Regions from separate parts of the Ovis aries genome. Here region 1 is linked to region 2. A link is a contact called in public Hi-C data. All regions are on one chromosome and are shown on one strand. The core of a region is the stretch at or near the end of the contact, and the rest is flanking DNA. Distances in the headings are between cores, read along the strand shown. Region 1 holds the start of PRKCE (protein kinase C epsilon). Region 2 overlaps PRKCE (protein kinase C epsilon).

Region 1 (5,068 bases), core at 1,169-3,668, 130 kb after region 2:
TTTAAGTCGGATTCAAAGCACTGACTGCCAATTAATCACAAGCAGAACCGTTTGTAGAATACAGCGCTAGTTCCGGATGGATGGACAATGCATTGGGCAAAACTAGCTCGGCCCATGTTTCTGGGACCCTGGAGGGGACTAGAGGTGAAGAAATTTTTCTCCCCGCATGTCAGAAGATGAGCTAACTGCCAGACAACAGAATAGAAATGAGCCAGCTTCATCCCGGAGGGAAAAATAAAACAGCTCCTCACTCGGCTACTCAGGACAAAGCCAGGACGTGCAAGAAGCCTTCAGTGTAGGGTTCCACGTGCCTCTCCAAGGACCGAGGAACCCACCCACACACAACCAGCCCACCACGCGCCTGGCGGAAGGAGCCGGCTTCTCCGCCAACCTTCAGCACCGGCAGTTTGGGGTTCCCAGCTTTCGAGGTCCCTGTAGCGCCGGCTGTCTGGATAGGGCAGAGGACCTTACCCTCTTCCCAAGACTCATCTTCCATGCCCCAGTGGCTACTTCTCCCCAACTACTAAGTGGAATGTGCTTCCCCAAGGTAATTGAGACACACACACAGCCGCCAAATGGCACTAAATCCCTGAGCCCCACGACCAAAGCCAAGGTCGTGAGTTCTGCCCCTGGAACCCGAAAGCCTAGTTGCTGGACCAGGAGGCGCCCAACTCACCCAGTCCTCGAAGTGACGGCTCCCGTTCTGCAGCAGCTCCTCAAACTGGATGGTGCAGTTGGCCACGAAGTCATCGTAGCCGATGGGGGCATCGTGGAAGACAGCCAACTCGATCTTGCGCCCGTTGCACACATCAGTGACGAACTCATCGTGCCAGGCCGGGCTGTTGGTCTTCTGCTTGGTGGCCGTTTGGCCGATGCGCGAGTCGTCCACGTTGAGGGCGATGTAGGGGTCGAGAAGGAAAGTCTGCGGCCGGGGTCCCACCGCATGGCGCAGCGACCAGGCTGTGGGCTTCAAGCTCACGGCCTCGCAGATTTTGATCTTAAGAAGGCCATTGAACACTACCATGGTCGGGGCGGGGAGTGGGGGCCGGGGTCACTCCGTCCGCCCAGAGGGCAGGAACGAAGAACCGACGCCGCGGCGCTCCGAGCACGGGACTCTTGGGTCCCCTCTCGCCCCACCCCACACTCTCCCTACACCTTGTAGCGTTGCGCCCTGGCGCGGGCGATTCTCAGCCAGTGCATGTATTTCCTCGCCGGGTTCCTAACGGAAAACAGGGAGGGGGGAGAGCTGGGGGACGTCCGTGTTTGGAGAAGTCTCTCCCCCCCCACCACCACCAGCAGCACCTCCAGAAGAGGAGACGAGCTGTCGGCTCCGCTGCAAAAGCCGCGGGGGCTGTCTCGTCGCCTCGCTGGCTCTCGGGGTCGGGGCTGCGGGGAAGTGGGCGCCGCGCCGGGCGCTTACCTACCTTTCCGAAACATAATCCCCGGGAAATTTCGACTCCAGGAGGGGGAGGGGGCGGTGAGACGGGGCGGGGACCAGAACGGGGGCGCAGATTTCCACCCGGATCCTCTTCGCACACCCAGCGCCTGCCTCTGACCGCGCGGGGCGGGGGATGGACCCAGGGATGTGCAGTCTACCCGGAGGGATGCATGTCCAGAGGAAATGGTCCTCCTCGGAGCCAAATTTAAAAAAAAAAAAAAATCCACAAGCCACACGGCCAGCCCGGCCGCCTCCTCCTGGGCGAAGCCGCGCCGCGCCGCAGTCGGCGATCGGGAGGCGCCAGGATTCGGGAATCTCACATCCGCGCGGGCTCGAGAGTCGGGGTGGCCGCGGCTCCGGCTGGGGCGCAGGCCGGCACCGGGCGGTGCGCAGCGCGGCGGGGCCGGGACTGCGACTCGGCGCGGCCCCACCTCCCGGGCGCCGGCGCCCGCCCGCCGCGCTCCCCGCGTCCCGGCTTTCAGCTGCCGCTCGTTCGCTGCCCGCCCGCTCTCCCCCTCGGTCTCTTCTCCCTCCGTCGGTGTGCGAGCGAGTCTCCCTCCCTCTAATGCAGGAAATGCGCAAAAGACGTCAGTGTGTATGTGTGTGTGTGTGAGTGTGTGTGTGTGCACGCGCGCGCGCGCGCGCCCTGGTGTTTGGGGAAATAGAAAGTTTTGCCGGTTGGGGGAGCAATACGGGAAAAGTGAGCCCAGCAGAGGACTGTCGAGAACTGGCGAGGCTTTCGGGGTCGCGGCGGCCGGCGGGGGAGCGGGACTGGGACCCCGCGCGGGACCCGGGGGAGTGGCGGCCTTGGGGGCAGGGGGATGCGAGCCCGCTGGCTGTGGATACCTGGTCTGTGGTCTCCCGCAGGAGACTAGAGGGCCACGCATCTTTCCAGGCTCTGCGGCCAGCACTGTCTTTTACAGCCGGGGGTGGAGAGGTGGCAGGGGTCGCGCTGCTGCAGAGGACTCGAGACCCTCCCGCGGCCCCACCCCTACTCTGGCCGTGGCTGGCCGGGGCAGCCTGCGGAGTATTGGTCGGTCTGTCTGTCACTCTGTCCGGAGACGCTCCGCTCCGCGGTGGTGGGGGAAGGGGGGAAGGGAGGGGCGTGCAAGGCTCTGTGTGAGTTCTAAAACACTACTCTCTCTTCCCTTTCTTTGGGGGCACTCTCCCTTTTGGGGGTCTGTCCCAAACTCGGGCTGCTAGAACTTGTTGGCAAGCGAAAGCTTAGTAACACCCCGGCTCGGTTCGTGTGTTTGTTTATATTTTACAAAGTGACTTCATATTTACTCTAGACCTAGCCTGTGCCCTTTGCGGGGGACAGGGTTCTGATCAGCGCGCTGACAGCGGCCGTCCCAGCTGCGCGAAAACGGGGCGCGTCCTCCGGCGGGGACTGGGGGTTGTGGGCTGTGTCCGTGTTAATTTCCTCCGTAACCTTTAAACTCTTGCTGGAAGCCGCGGCAGCAGCTGATCACGTGAGGCGGGCCCTGGGCTGCTGGGGAAGAATTTCCTCCGCGGGGAGCCGGGGACGGGGAAGGCGGCCGGGCGAGGGACGGCCTGGCGCTTGGGGACGCGAACCTGGGAGGGCGGGGCGGAGAGCGCGGAGGTCCGGGGCGCGGCCCTGCCTGGAACTGCAGGAGGACAGCCCTGGAAAGAGGTCGTCTCCGCAACCTGCGAGCCGGGGGGCGGGGGGTGGGGGGGAGGGTGTTTTGCAAACGGAAAAAGAAAACCTCGGCCCTCGCCCGCGTGCCAAGTCAAGTCAGGGAGTTTGTAGGAATCGTGGTAAGCTGTGTTTATCTTTCGACTCTGGTTAGCCCAAGTTTAAAACCCACCTCTCGATCACTTTTTCTCAGTGGGAAAAAAAAAAAAAAAAAGGAAAGTTATTGTCTGTGGCTTAGAGGCTTACAAAGGCTTAAAGGCGCAGAAGGAGACAGACCCCTGGAACGACAGGGTACCAAGTGCCGCACACAGGTTGCAAAAATGATCAGAAAAGTCCCGGGCAGATCCTCTCCGAGGGCCTGCAGCTACTGCTCTTTCTCGAGCTTACCAGTAATTCCTCGCAGCCCTCCAAGTTAGATGGAGCAGCAGGGTAGAGAGAGCTAGCATACAATCAGAGACAGAAGAGTTCCCTTGGAAAAAGTCAGGATGTAAAAGTTTTGCCTTCCAGGGCCACTCCCACCAGCTGGAGGCATATTTTAAAAATTGTCAGTTTGACAAAGCACAGGTGGGATATCTCATCGCTGTTAACTTCTTTGATCATCAGAACTTTTTCCTCCTGGCTTCTTACTACCACCATTCTATTCTTATTAAGCATGTTTCCCCCTTCAGGGGCCATGTGATGGGCTTGATCTACAAATGCATTTGGAAGGCGAGCAAGAGTTAGAGATTCATAAGATGCCTGACAAAAGAGGCAAAATTGAAGGGCTACCAACAAACTGGCCATCAAGATAAATAATATTTTAATATGATATTTTGAAAAAATAAAAATGAATGTAGAGTTCCGAGATGAACCCAATATCCACATTTTAAAATAGCTTTAGATATTACGTTAAAATAGTATTTGTATTGCTGAGTTTCTGGGCACCCCTGAAATTTTGTGCCTGAGAAGAGGGCTTCCTTTGCCTTGCCCCAGCCCCAGCTTTGTGAGACACTAGAGAACGGCATAGATTTCATGAAGGAGGAATTCTTGAGTGTTTCATACCTTTTCTCTGCTCTTTTCTGATTGAGTCCTATCTTACCAGCAAACAGACAAGTACAAGGATTGAAGACAGTGGTCAAAATCCTTCCTCCTCAATGCTTGTAACAGGAAATATATTTAGAATTAAAGACACACTAAATTTGAACTTTTAGCATCTTCTTATGTTCCCCTCCTCCTCCCCAGGCAAGAACCCCAGTGTTATTAAATAGGCCTGTTGCTGTCTCAGGGACTAGGCATTCATAAAACCAATAACCTACAAGCTTCTAATACCATTTCCCTGGACCGGGGTAGGGATACAGAAAGACTGCATCTGCCTCTTAACAGACTGCTTGTAGCACCATGTGAATAAATCGAATAAATCGTACTGCAATCCTCAGATGTGACCAACCCCAGGGCGACCTTTCCTTTCAATTGCAAGTCTTTCTGCCTGGGGGTGGAGGAAGGTAGGGTAACTCAAAGACTTGGCCAAACAAACTTTCTGTTTTCTGTTGGAAGAATATTTAAATAAAAAGGGAGAATATTGGTTGTCTATAGAAAACCATTGCTAATTTCCTGACAATTATTACATGCTTATTTCTAAATCAATCTCTCACCATTCTCCTCTCAAACTTGGCTAAATGAAAATATATATCCTCTAGGGGCACCATGGAAATGCCAGATGTGAGTCTGTTTAGGGGAAAACCTTTAAATTTACCTGCGGGTGGGCGGTTGGATCTAAAATAACCCACTGCTCCAGATTTCATATGAAAAGAAAAACAAGCCCTTGCAGGGCAAAGGTTTTAGAATGTAAAATTCCAATCAATAATTACTGCCTACTTCAATCCTTCTGTTGGCCTCTGTATAGTCCTGAAAGACAGGACAGCCCTGGCTGTAGCCATGAGTAAAAAACATCCTTCACAGGCTACAGTCCATGGGGATGCCAAGAGTCGGATATG
Region 2 (5,354 bases), core at 1,838-4,337:
TGGCTTGCTTTTAGCTGACTCATGGCCAAGCACTAGGACCTGATGACCGAGGTCTGCATGATGACCAGGACTACATATGGATATAGTCCTGGCTACCCACAACCCCACAAGAAAGGAAGAGCAAGACAGGGAGCAGTTCACAGGATATTGGGGGAGAGGGGCAGGACCCAGAGAGGTGGGCTCAGCATCAAGCCTGATTCTCTGCACAGCTGGCAGGAACATGAGGCCCAGACAGCTAGATTATCAGTGCTGCTTTCTCCAGGAAAGAAGAGGAAAGAGGCTCTGAGGCAGACAGAGCTGAGGTTAAACAGTGAGTAGCTGTGGCCATGGGCACATTTTTTATCTTCTGTGAGTGTCACTGTCCTCCTGGAAGAGATGTGCAGATTTGTGAGATAATATATACACAGTACCTGGCAGATAATAACATACGCAGTACCTGGCACATGTCTCATGCATGGTACATGTTGGTGCTCTTCTGCCTTCTATGCCTAGGTTGAGTTTTTATTTATCCCCCCAAAATAGAATTGTTCTAATACAAAACACTTGGGGAATCCTTATCTTGGGAGTAAAACACCAGTTTTACTGGTGAGGTTTACTCTAGTCATGAGCTCCAGACTAACCTGATATGTGATTTCATTCATCATCAAATATTTATTAAAGTGCCTACTATGTGCCAGGTACTGTTCTAGATGATTAAGATCTATCAGTGAATACAAGACGGAAAGAAGTCATTGCTCTTGGGAAGTCTACATATTAACAGTAAAGAAAGTAAACTGCATGACATTTTAGAATGAAATAAGTACTCTGGACCAAAAAATTTTAAAAAAGGCAGGATAAGTGGGATCAGGGTGGAGAAGAAGGCAGCAGTTTTAAGTTGGGTATTCAGGATTGCCCCCATTTTGCCCAGTTATTGGAGCCAAGAATTGAAAGGAGAGGTTCTGATAACAGAAATGATCCAGGCATAGTGATGGCCAGTGCAAACAGGAAAGGTCTGTTCTAGGACCAGCACAAAGGCCAGTAGAATGAGTCGGGAGAGAAAAGTATAAAATGAAACCAGAGGGGTAGGGGTAAGCTATCTACAGAACATGCAGAGACTCACAGGCTGTTAGAAGGACTGGGGTTTTCACCCATGATGAAGACCCATCCTGGAATTCCAAGCAGAGGAATAACATAATGTGAAGACCATGTGGGCTGGAACAGCAAGGGTAGATGCAGAGATATCAGTGAAGAGGCCACTCGGATCGATGACCTTGGCAGGAGATGGCGGGGGCTCAGAACAGGGGGTGGAAATGCAAAAGAGGGGTCAGATCCTGGATTTTTTTCCTTCTTTGACCTTGAATTTTCCATTCTGAAAGAGTCTCAGCATCCCCTTTCCATATTCCAGGGAAGTATAAAAATAAGTAGAAAACAATAACTATCTGGAAATGTTTCAGTTCAGTTCGGTTCAGTCGCTCAGTCGTGTCCGACTCTTTGCGACCCCATGGATCACAGCATGCCAGGCCTCCCTGTCCATCACCAACTCCCAGAGTTCACTCAGACTCATAGGGCTACTTCAATTTAAAATGCCCCTGGAACCTCACGGTGGGAAGAGCAAATTCTTGCTGGTAGAAGGATTTCAGGAGCCTCAAATGTACTCCATGAAGCATGAGGCTGAGGATGGGTGGGGAGGGGGTTCCTCAAGGAGTCTATCCTTCCATGTGTCTGCCCTCACACACACACACACATACACACTCACAGGGTAGGCAGATAAAATCTCTGAAGCAAGTCAGGAAACCAGCTAGGATGCTTTTTAACCATGTGACCATAAGCAAATTATTTAAAGTCCACAAGACTTAGTTCCTCCCGAGCAAACAGAGCAAACGGGATAAACCAGGGACATATGAGGCTTAAGGGACAATGACAAGAACAGATGTGGTTTAGATGCCTGTCACAATGTCTGGCACATAGTACAGTCTTAATAAAGCTTAGTTCCTTCTTTACTGCTAATACCCCTTAGGGACCAATCCCACCTTGGGAAGAGAAAGGTGTGGATGTCCAGAATGCAGAAGAATCCACTGGTAAATAACTGAGAAGCATCTACACTGCTATTGTTATTTTACTATCCTGTTTACCATGAATAAAAACAACTTCCTTCACCACACCCTGCTGGGACCATGTCGCTGTGCTTCCTCAGTTCAGCATGATACCCTGGACTCAGGGACAGCCTTCAGAATGGGAGGAGCAAGGCTGCTGCTCAGAGGCACATGGGGAAGAGTGTACTGGCTTGGCCCTCCAGGAATGGGTCAAAGTCAGGGTAACCAGACCTTTCAGGTTGGATCATCTGTCAGCAGGCAAAGATGGAGAGAAGATGGTCCCAGACGCCAAGGCCTGTCTGTCTCCCAAGACCTGTGGCTCCAGAACAATTCTGGGATAGAACACCACTCTTCCCTTTGCCCTGCTCTGGAGGGTCACACAAGAACACACACCTGACTCCTAACATCGACTGTTTCCAAGGCAGAATACCGCGTGCTTGGATATCTTGGAAAAAAACACAGGAGAGATGGGAAGGAAAGGGATTCAGTGAAAAGAGAAAACGCAGCACTCAGCCTCTAAATCTGAGGTTGCCTTGGTAGCCCTGCTGGGATCCTGCCCAGTTCTGTGTTCATAACTCAAGTTCAACACGTATTCAGAAAGGCCCTTCACAAGCACAAGGCTGGAAGCCGCCGGTGGCAGGGTGAGCCACCCTGCCAGGCCAGCATCAAATCACCTTCCAAAAGGTTGAGAAGCAGCTGCTGAGAGAGGGGAGGCCTGGAGGTGGTGAGTCAGTCACAGGCCTGGACCAGCAGGGCTGGCCCTGGAGCTCCAAGGCTGACACAACCCTGACTTTTTCCAGTTCCCTGCTCCTCTGAGAGAGGTCTCACCAACTGAGACAGCACAGGGGGCCCCCAGATGAGCAGCAGCAGCAGGAGGGGAGGGCTGGGGGCCCAGCAGGGAGTTTCTATTTCTAACCTGATGTGGCAGTCAGCAGCAGCTGCAGCTGACAGCAGCAGACAGCTCTGACTGGTGAGGAGCACTCCCAGAGGGGATGGTACTAAGGACCAGCCTGAAAGGTGCGGGGGGAGTGCCTCACTGTACTTCCGCCCCAGTGCACTTTCTCTACAGATGGGTGGCTCTGGGTCAGGGAGTGCTCCCAGCAGGGCAGGAGTGCTCAGGGCAATGAGGGGAGAAAGAACTGCTATGGAGCAAAAAGGGGCTCAGCAACTTGGGTCTTCTCATCATTTCAGAAGCACCATCACTCCTAAGGCCATTTGCCTTTGCCTACTTGAGGACATCCTTCCCTAAAAATTCTAGAATTATGGTGCCCAGAGGAGCCCAAGCAATGAGCTCATTCAAATTCTTACCTTGAGAAAAAAGAGAGGCCTGGGCTAACAGATAAGGAGGTGGTGTGCCCTAATCATTAGGGCAGCACCTCTGGAGTCATGGCCAACTCTGCCTCCCAGTGCCTATGAGTTCCATGAGCTTCCATTTCCTCATTTGGAGGAGGAGGGTGATGACAGCACCCCCTTCCCACAGCCACTAGGAAGATCAACTGAGTCGTGTCTGTGATGTACTACACAGTCTGGGCACAGGAGTAGTGACTATTGCTACTTTCATCGTTGTCATCTTCAGCCAAGCCACACAGCTGCCTAGGAGCAAACCTAGATCTGGGTCTCCCTTGCCCACCACTCCCACCTCACCCCATGCTCCTGCAACCCTTTTCCTGGGAGCATCCTGGGGACAGTGACACAGCCTCTCTGCCTGGTTCATCCACCAGTGGGCAGCACTGGAGGGCTGTGGGTCACAGGAGCTAAGGTAGTTTCTTGGACTTTGATAGCCTGGAAAGGAAACCCCTTCCAGGGGCCAGGCAACCAATACCCAAGGAAGCCTGAGACAGAAGAGCCAGGGGAGACCACTGGGCAGGGCTTTTGCCTTCCCAGGAATGACAAAGCTCCGTGTTTCTAGAAAGCCTTGGTATTCAGCCCAGACATCATATCAGCCACCTGCCATCACCACCCAAATTGAAACAAGCTTGATTCTCAACACCCAACAAATAGGGCACCCAGCAGGCTGTCACAGGTGCAGAGGGCCATCTTGGTGTGGCCCCAGCACTGCCCACTTTACATTTCTCCAGTGCCTTTCCCTGTGAGGACAGGAGAAAGCCCATTCTCCAGCTCAAGCTCCTGCCCCTGAGACACCCTCCCTGGTGGCCTTTCCCATTCAGAGTCTGTTCCTCAAAACCCACAGCTTGGGCCTGAATGGAGCTGACCACACAGCAGATGCTCAAATCACGTTTCCTTATCAACAACCTTTGGCTCCATCACTTAGCGCTTTGGGGCATGTTGGTCCAGCACAGGCTGCAAGCTCCTTGAAGGAACAGCCTGTCTCTCCTCTATCGCAAGTGTCCCAGATGGCCCAGGGCTAGGCCAGGTGACCAGAAGATAGTCAATAAGCGTTTTTAAAAAACCGATAAGTGGAAATGGTCAAGAAACAATTGGGCAAGTGAACAAAATCTGCATTTACTGGGAGATGAGTCTACTGCATTTCCTCCTTACTGTGACCCTTGGAGGCAGACAGGGGAACATCACTCACTAAGTTAAGAGTCCTAACAGGCTCCCGGTTCCACCAGCTCCCTTTTCTCTTTCCCATAAGTCTCTTTGTTTCCCTTTCTCCTTCAGTTACTTTTACTGCCCTGGCTTTTCTTTTGCACTCCAGCTTTAAGAAAAGCTCTAACTTAGGCACCAGCATGTCTGGGAGCTAATTCTGACTCTACTGCTTTACCTGGTTGAAGAAGTCACTCAGTCTCTCTGGGCCTCAGTTTCCTCCTCTGTCAAATGGAAACACATTTCCAAGAACAGTTGGGAGAATGAAATGAGACAAGGAGGGATTGCCCTCCCTTCCTGCCCTCTCTGGCCTTTTACAGCACGCTTTCAGAGATGAGGGAGCAGTGGTTGGCCCCTCAAGGCAATGACCGAGCATCCCAGTCAGGCAGCTGGAATTTTATACATGTGGTTCCAGCGCCACTCTCTTCCTCTCCACCCCCAGCAGCCTGTGTAAGATCTGAGACTCGTAGGAAGGTTTCCAGCAAGGGCAGAAGTAGGCTGGGGGCATCCAGAGAGGAAGGGACACAGCCTGCCTGTTCCTGGTGGTGGGCAGCTCCCCCCACACACCCATTTCCAGAATCACCCCAATAGGACCACCCCACTTCCTTTGTGTCTCAGGCAAGTGCAAAACCGGAACAAAAGTTCTGAGAAAAGACAAAGGAGGAGGAAGAGGAAGATGGCCAGGATTCAGTCCATGTCACAAAGGGCAGCTCGCACAAGGAGGAGAAACCTGGG

Evidence for each region. A called contact is a pair of places that touch in the nucleus more often than the background predicts.
Region 1: a Hi-C map of skin fibroblasts shows a contact between it and region 2, with 4 times the contacts expected there. The contact joins the promoter of PRKCE here to the enhancer-like site in region 2. A contact is called at or near these places in 14 of 16 Hi-C or Micro-C datasets (blood, hypothalamus, liver and 7 more).

What each region holds. Positions count from the first base shown.
Region 1 is chr3:78,693,480-78,698,547 of ARS-UI_Ramb_v3.0, forward strand. PRKCE (protein kinase C epsilon) reads right to left here and starts at 2,419. Exons shown (of 17, transcript XM_060412211.1): 1 at 2,285-2,419; 2 at 677-1,219. The coding sequence starts at 1,024.
Region 2 is chr3:78,567,519-78,572,872 of ARS-UI_Ramb_v3.0, forward strand. The region is part of intron 2 of PRKCE (protein kinase C epsilon); the gene reads right to left. Among named protein-coding and RNA genes, the nearest start is that of PRKCE, 130 kb to the right of the region's middle. Within about 2 kb of position 3,088, at least 6 of the 54 cell types and tissues checked have an H3K27ac peak or open chromatin away from gene starts, as enhancers often do.